Linked DNA regions of Mus musculus: regions 2 and 3 are each linked to region 1. The links are chromatin contacts, called in public Hi-C and Micro-C maps. All regions are on one chromosome and are shown on one strand. Each heading gives the region's core, a stretch centred on a gene start, on an enhancer-like site or on the middle of the called end of the contact. The rest is flanking DNA. Distances are from core to core; before and after follow the strand shown. Region 1 has its middle 120 kb from the start of Gm25125. Region 2 has its middle 72 kb from the start of Gm25125. Region 3 has its middle 30 kb from the start of Tent5a.

Region 1 (2,700 bases), core at 49-2,548:
TGTACAACTAGACAAAAGGGTTAATGAGGGAGCAACATTTGCATACATTCCTTCTTGCAGAGATAATACCAATTTGGCCATACAGACTGAAATGATTTTGCCATTCTAGTTTTACCCCTTGATTGTGATCACACCCATACTGAGTGACATATGTACAACTTTATTCACTGCAGCAAATGTCAGAGACAATCAAATGTCCATTAGATGCACACTGGCTACATGTTTTGTTGGCTCAGTATACGGAACAACTTGTACAATCAAAGAAGGAACTTCCTTGTATAAAAGGTCACCAAGATACAGCAAGCATACAAAACAAGTGTGTGCGCGTGCTGTCCTTATGCAAGGAGGGAAAACACAGTGATGTTCTTAAATGTATAAAATATTTCTATAGTAATACACATGTATCGTCACTATGAATTAGGCAATTACATAGATGGAAAGTTGGAATTAAAGGGCCCTTTGAGATTTTTGTCCAAAGCATCTCACAGAGTGACATAAGCAGGCTCTGAATTGTGGAAGATTAAATCCTGACTTGGCAAGAAGATGAAATGCGCAAGTAGCATTCAAGAAGTCTGCTTAGGGATGGAGAGTGTGTGGGCAGGGCTTACAGCAGGGGTGGGAGAGCATGGTCAGACCAAAAGTCTTTTTAGTCTGGGGAATGGATGTGAACTTGTCTTCAAATACACCCAGAAATGAAAGACATCAAGAGACAAAATATAAGAAGGAGATATTGCTGAAGTAAGGCAAAAGGAAATGGGAATACTATTAAGTTCTAAACAAGAGTTTAAAATATAAGTCCAGACATTTCAGCTTTTCCTTTTCTTTTCTTTTTTCTCTTTTCTTTTCTTTTCTCTTTTCTTTTTTCTTTCTATCTATTCGCCATTGTATTTAGAATACCAGTTCACTTAATTACTCTCAGATATCAGAATGTATAAATTCATGTTTGGGTTATCTTTTCTGTCATTAATCATGAACTGCCACCTGTCACATCTGCAAAGATATCCTATGACACACAAAGTATCCAGTGCATCACTTCACATACACATTATATCAAAGGCCAAGTAAGGTGGCACACACCAACTCTACATAGAGTGTGTATGTATGAATCCCAAAGAGCCTACATCCCCTGTCATTCCCAGATGGACAGGAAGTGTTGTTCTACCTCCTTGACCTCCAATGCGTGCCCTTTCCAGATTCTGGCTGCAGGTGAATATTTTGCCAAGCAATACACACTCAGTATGAGAGACAGGACACACCCTATCAACTTCCTTCTAATTTGCTAGTGTTTTCTATACCCTAGCCTGTCAGCACCCTCATTCTGGCCTTTTCTAGGTGGAACAATAGGCCTCATGCTCCCCCTAGTGCTAGCCCCCAAGAATGCTTTAAAATGACTTAGTGCACATCTCAATAGCAAAGAGCACAACCCATAATGAGTGTGGAATTACAGAAACAAGTACGTGTGTGTCCCTTGTGCTCTGCCTGATACATAAGTTTCTGTGGTCCCCTTTGGTTATAAAGAAGTGTGCTCAAGCCAAATAGCTAAGAGTTTATAGTGAAGGCTTCAGTTGTGATGTAACAAAAAGGTCACTATTTCCTTTTGCATTGGAAGGAGGAAAATAATAAAAGCATAAAGACTCCAGAAGAAGACAGCAATGTAGAACATGATAGGTCAGTCTTAGCCTACACTGGTGGCTCCAAGTTGAGGCAGGGAATCAGTGCCACACAGAGGAATAGTTATGTGTTGAGAAATGCCTCTGAGAAGGCCAAACAGCCACGAGGGACTAACCATGGAAGATGATTCCCCAGTCAGAAGAAGTCCAGGTCAGTGATACAGAGATGAGGTAGTCAGGTTGAGCACTGATGAAACTATAGAATTTCTGCCAAAAAAAAATAATAACATGCTTTTATATCCACAAAAAGTCATGAAACAATTCAGGGAGTAACAAAGAAAAAGAGGTTCAGCATCACTTCTGCAAAATGCAGGCCATTGTTTTGATAATTCTAATTTAGTGCTACCCATGCACACATGGGTGCGGGGGTCCATCCATTAGTGGCATGTAGGAAACCAACCTGTGGAAACACGCTCAAGAAAGTGAGAGCTTCCTCCTCCCTCCCACAGCTATCAGCTACAAATAGCTCCTGGAATTGGGAGGGAAGTGGAAGGTAATGGTTGAGGGATATGGGAGGAGTTGGAAGGGAGAAAGCAGGTAAATAAGATCTGACTTACTTATATACATGGATGAAGTTATCAAGGGTGTGTGTGTGTGTGTGTGTGTGTGTGTGTGTGTGTGTGTGTTAAATTCAAGCCAACGCTATAGAGACATTTTTTCTTTTACCTGTCAGTTTGGAAAAGATCGAGATATTTAGCAATATGACAAATTGTCACAAGCATGGAGAAACAGATGTTCCTACACTGTGCACATACACATGAGAAACTGGTGCCAGGATGTGGGGGAATCTTCCCTTAGCCGCAGCTTTGCTCCCCACCCCCAGTCAAGGATTCTCTCATTTATACCATCTGTCTGAGTCACACCTCTGTCTGAGAATTAAACACAAATGAATAGCCATAATACTCTTCATCTGAGTATCTCACAGACTCTATAGACTCAAAGTGTTCATCCCAGAACTCAACCCCCACCTGAAGGTCCCCTGGGAGCACTCTCTGCCTGCCATACAGGACATCTATCAGGCTGTGCCAAC
Region 2 (2,700 bases), core at 180-2,679, 190 kb before region 1:
GGATTGATATACACTCTGATTGCTTATGATGCTTGACTGCTATGTTGAGCTCTGGGAGACACTATCTTGGATTGTGTTTCCCTTCTCAACCCCCTTGGAAATAGTTCCTTTATTAAACGATTTTCAGTTTGGGAGTAATGTTTGCTTCCTGCCTTTAACACAGTTGATGAAGTATTTGTCATAGCTTTGTGAAGTTACACCGCGCATGTCCTAGCCTGTGTCTACTTGCTTATTTGTCCCTAGCAACTGGCAGTGCAAAACACAAGAGTGAAACAAGACCAACAAAATCCCCATCACTACTCCAGACTTAAAGCAAACAACAAAACCTCAGTGTTATCCAACATCTAGATAACCCACAGGAGCTTCCAAACCAACCTCTCTGCTACTGATTCATCATCTCTCCATCTTCTGTATTGCTATGCAATGCTATTAAGAAAATTATCACCATATTGGCTGCCTATGAGAAACTACAAAGAGAACAAAAAGTAGCCCAAACAAAGAAGTTTGCTAGAGTAGGTAGCGTCATCTATCCAGGTACCATCCAATTCCTTTCCAATGCTCCACATCTATAATCATATCACCAGTTATAAATTACTATATCAAAGATATTTTGCCCCCTAGAAATTATAAAACATAGAGAAATACACTCAACAGAAAGTGTTAAAAAAATGGCTAGGGTTTATATATTTCTTAATGTTAGTTCTGAGCATCCAGCAAAACTCCTGGCACATAGTAGTCAGTGAATGTACAGAGGATAAATAAATGGACAAAGGGGAGATTTGTAGAAGGAATTGACTTCTAAATTGCTCAGGTTCACATGGGAACTGGAGCCTGGTATTTTCACCTGTTGGCCTGAAGCAATGGTTGTCTCCTGCTGCTAATTGTAGTAAAGTAACCCCATTTGAAGGTCTATGGAACTTCCTCCTGGAGATAATCAATGTTACTGAGGCCCGGAAGAATCAACTCGAATCACTGGTAGAAGTTTCTGTTTCTTTTCACGGAAAATGAAACTACCAAACCTGGTCATGTATGAGAGTAGAATTACAAGGAAACGAACTGGTAACAATGACAATAATAGCGGTTACTATAAAACTATCCAGAACGTGACCAGGGAGGGCAGGGGAAGTAACTGAGATTTGTGGTTGTTTTCCCTTGTTCCTGCTCTAATGGGTTCATGAGAATTGACTATGGTGAGCAAACAGTGCTTCTACAGAATGAGTTTATTGATTAATTCATAAACCATATGGCCAACTTGCTCTGCCAGAAGTATTTGTGCAAAGGAAAACAAAGAAGAACGAAATGGTAGGATATTAAATACTGTTATAAGTAGATCAGAAAGGTCAATGGATTAGGTTTTCACTGATTCGGAAAGCCCAGCTACATCTCAGGCACACTTGCAAATACGTAAGATTACACTGGGAATGAAGACTTGGCTTTTGTTCAAAGTCAACAGCTGTCGGCCACATTTTTCTCGCCCTATCACAATTTGGCTCGTCAAAGCTCCTGCTGGAAAATTAATGAATGCACCCTATGGGAAGAAATCCAGCATGTTTATATTTGTCTCTTGGCCTGAGCTATGCTGTCAGATGCCCCTCCCCCTGGTCGCCCTGCTTTTACTTAACATTTAATTGTCCCCTACACAGGTGGACTGAGATCCACGTGGCTCTGTGATGTTTCCTCTTTAATCTTGTTCTACTTTCATTTCAAAATGGCCTTTCAAGGACACATTTCTTCACCAGATAAGAGGGTACTACTGAGGAAATCTCCTACCAGCAATTAATTTTGCCAGCCAGGAAATGCCACACACTACCTGACAACCAACAAGGGAATTGAACCCATCCCTGTCCTGTTAATATAAAAGAGCTGTGGGGTTTCAGTCAGCTTTGCTTGAATTCCCATGCAACCAAAGTCAAAATTAGTCAACCCTCTGTCTAGCTGGTGTTTCTCTCTACTCCAAAGCATGCTCACTTTGACGGAATATCACAGTGTGAGATTGACTCTCAGCTGCAGCAATTCACAATTATCTCATTTTTTTTTTTTACAGATGAGGATAACAGTAGCAAATTATCTCCTAGGCTTGTGAGGCTGAAAGAAACACTACATGAAAAGCAGCCTGTGAGAGACAGAGACTGAGCAATACTAGCCAAGAAGGACTGTACTGGGGGACAAGAAAGTGTACAGTGTATAACCTCTGTGTGACAGCTACTGAAGTATCTAGGTCACTCTAGTGGAAGATTCTGCCCCCTGAAAATACTGCATCGTGACTGTGCCTTAGTGAGAACTTTGCAACTTCCATGGACTTGACAGTGGTAGACAACAGGCAATCTAGCACTCTACAACTGTTGCAAAACTGCTTTCAGTTTGGCTGGAATATAAATAATGCTTCCATCATCTCTATAAATAAAAGCTACCTAAGGCTTCACCCAAAGGCAAAATTGGCCTTCTCAACTTCCCTTCAGAAGAAATGAAAATCTAGCAAACAAAACCTACTACAAAAGTCTTTTTTTAATTTAGGTAAAAGAATTTTAGGAATGACTTATCAAAAAACTGTAATACTCTCTGGACAGAAACTACATATCAGAGTTGCCTGAACTTCAAAGTGGTCTTATTTACCCACAAAAGTTTAACTATATAACATGCATTAAAGCCTACACTCTGCTTCTTAGCTGTGGTACTTCCAAAGCAGTCATCTCCATATGC
Region 3 (2,700 bases), core at 134-2,633, 230 kb before region 1:
TCACGTGGTGCTGATGTCTTTTCTCTGCATCATGAGATAGATAGACTCTTGCTGAGTTGGTCTTGACCCTCCTGCTTCAGCCTCCTATTGCACTATGTTTAATTTCAATTAAGCAAAATGCTATTGTTTTCGAATTGCCCCTCACAGGAGATTGCTTTTAAAAATAATGTGTCCAGGGAATACCACATAGAAGGAGGAGGAGGAGGAGGAAGAAGAGGAGGAGGAGGAGGAGGAGGAGGAGGAGGAGGAAGAGGAGGAGGAGGAGGAGGAAGAGATAAGGGTCAGAAGATCTGGGAGTCTGCCGCTGAGATAATGTCTTCTATAGATGACAGAGTACTGAAACAGTCACCAAAAGAGGGCCTGTACAATGATAAAGCCAGTTGACATCCTAACATGATATGGGCACTTTCACAAGGACCCACTAATAAATAAAGAGTTATAGACAACTAATGAGTGTTAAGAGAGGAAGAATCAATCTTTTCCAGGGCCCACCTCCCTTACAGCTTATCTGATCCCATATAGTCATCCCTAAACACTAGTACATATATATCACCAGCACTAAGTGGACACAGGAGGTTGTGTGTGTGTGTGTGTATGTGTGTGTGTGTTGTGTGTGTGTGTATGTGTGTGTGCGCGCACTCATGTGTATGTGTGTGAATTTGAGAAAGAGTGAGGGACAAAAAAAAGGAGCTGGAAAGGGGGAAGAGTAAGGAGGACATGATGTAAATAACCTACTCACATATAAAATTCTCAATAAAAATAAAATAAATGTAAAAGCTGTACATAACCATTGCTATATTTTCACATAAAAACTGTGAAGACCCATTTTGTCCTTCACTCTGTAAGTTCTTACACTGATAAGCTTCTTAGCACATGAGATTGAATTAATTACTATCTGGCTGATCCTTACTCCGAACTTTGGGGTTTCTGGTAATATACTTGCAGAATAATGCATAAGTAATTATTTTTCAAAAAAAAGTCAACAACCTCAGCCCCCAACACAGATATAGCAGAGGACTGGAAGGTCTGGGCTTAGTCAAAGAAGATGCACCTAACCCTCAAGAGACTAGAAACCCCAGGGAGTTTAGAGGTAGGGTGGGGGTGGGGACATGCTCTTGGAGACAAGAGGGTGGGGAGGAGGCATGGGATGTGGAACAGTCAGAGGGTGGACCAGGAGGAGAATAAAATCTGTAGTTTAAAATAAAAAGATAGCTAGATAGATAAATAAATAAATAAATAAATAAATAAAGTTTTGTTGTTGTTACTGTTGTTGTTTTAAAGGAATTGGAGAGCTTCTTCCTAGCATACATAGGTCACGGGTTCAGTGTCCAAGACCACACCTAAAAATGAAAGTGAAACTCTCCTAGCCCTGGGCAAGATCACATGGCCGCTGACTCAACTCTGCTGCTGATAGTTTTCTGTATTTTAGTTCGCTGCTTATGTTAGAGACTCTAGGATGGCCGTCACCAGCTTTAATTTAACATGTCATTTACATTACTGTGTGCTGTCCCTTTATGGGGCTGGAAATATTTATTTTTTAATTAGTGTGTGGCGTAACACGTTTCCTTAGAGCAGTTCTGTAATGCTAAATTTGAGCTGTTAATGGTTGCCACAGGAGAGTTTTAGCATTATCTTATTAAATTCCAATGTTTCTTTTTTAAAGTTTGCTTACATCTTTTTTAACCTCAGTGCCTATTTATGATCACAACTGTTCATTGGTTACTAGAAGACTCTATTTCTGTAGCTTGTTTTTTTGATGAGCACCAACTTCAAATAATTTAGATCATCTGAAATTTTCCCCTTATAAATATACAGTCTAGAAAGCCTTTCCCTTTAAGGACTGTGCTTTTATTAGGCATAATGTTATCAATGGCTCTTTAAAAATACTCCAAGTGATTATCTGTACATTCCAGAACAAAAGAAAACATTTTAAATGAAGAGAACTGCCTTGTTACTCCATGTATCCGACACCGTGAATGGGTCTATAAAAGCCAACTATGACTTTCCCCTATAGGAGATGCATTTTAAACCTACCATTTCCTCTTTGATGGAGAGAAGACAGTGTATCAGCAAGGGCACAAGAACATGAGTGGACCTCCCGTGAATCTCAGAAGCTGTCACTGGAGTTGGCCAAGCCAGGGGCATAGAACATAAATCCCACACAGACATCAGGTTATTTATTCATTGTTCACAGATCCACCCATTGCTCTTCTACCAGCCACTTACCCTGAGAACTAGACAGTACTTTCTTTAAAAAAAAAAAAAAAAAAAAAGAATATTTTCTTTATTTACACTTCGAATGCTTTCCCCTTTCCGGGTCTCCCCTTCGGAAACTCCCTATCCCTTCCCCCTCTTCCTGCCTCTATGAGGCTGTTCTCCCACCCACCCACTCCTGTCCTTTCGCCCTGGCATTCCCAGGACATTGAACACCCTCAGGCCCAAGGTCCTCTCCTCCCACTGATGTCCAACAAGGCCATCCATCCTCTGCCACATATGTGGCCAGCGCCATGGGTCACTCCATGTGTATTCTTTGGTTGGTGGTCTAGTCCCTGGGAGCTCCAGGGTAGTCTGGCCAGTTGACACAGTTGTTCCCTCCATGGGGCTGCACACACACACACACACACACACACACACACACACACACACACACACCAGCCCTCAGCTCCTCCAGTCTCTTTTCCAACTCCTCCATTCACAAGA

What was found. Hi-C and Micro-C count contacts between places; a contact is called where the count stands out from the background.
Region 2: a Micro-C map of the AtT-20 cell line shows a contact between it and region 1, with 2.2 times the contacts expected there. The contact joins two enhancer-like sites. A contact is called at or near these places in 4 of 484 Hi-C or Micro-C datasets (the AtT-20 cell line, cerebral cortex, granulocyte-monocyte progenitors and 1 more) and 2 of 115 datasets of contacts at active chromatin or transcription factors (extraembryonic endoderm stem cells and trophoblast stem cells).
Region 3: a Hi-C map of bone marrow-derived macrophages shows a contact between it and region 1, with 29 read pairs. The contact joins two enhancer-like sites. A contact is called at or near these places in 11 of 484 Hi-C or Micro-C datasets (the C2C12 cell line, Th1 cells, bone marrow-derived macrophages and 6 more) and 3 of 115 datasets of contacts at active chromatin or transcription factors (extraembryonic endoderm stem cells, microglia and trophoblast stem cells).

What each region holds. Positions count from the first base shown.
Region 1 is chr9:85,586,948-85,589,647 of GRCm38.p6, forward strand. No RefSeq gene overlaps it. Among named protein-coding and RNA genes, the nearest start is that of Gm25125, 120 kb to the left of the region's middle. Within about 2 kb of position 1,299, at least 14 of the 459 cell types and tissues checked have an H3K27ac peak or open chromatin away from gene starts, as enhancers often do. A contact at or near this core is called in the AtT-20 cell line and bone marrow-derived macrophages, where this site is marked.
Region 2 is chr9:85,399,617-85,402,316 of GRCm38.p6, forward strand. No RefSeq gene overlaps it. Among named protein-coding and RNA genes, the nearest start is that of Gm25125, 72 kb to the right of the region's middle. Within about 2 kb of position 1,430, at least 16 of the 459 cell types and tissues checked have an H3K27ac peak or open chromatin away from gene starts, as enhancers often do. A contact at or near this core is called in the AtT-20 cell line, where this site is marked.
Region 3 is chr9:85,356,253-85,358,952 of GRCm38.p6, forward strand. No RefSeq gene overlaps it. Among named protein-coding and RNA genes, the nearest start is that of Tent5a, 30 kb to the left of the region's middle. Within about 2 kb of position 1,384, at least 38 of the 459 cell types and tissues checked have an H3K27ac peak or open chromatin away from gene starts, as enhancers often do. A contact at or near this core is called in bone marrow-derived macrophages, where this site is marked.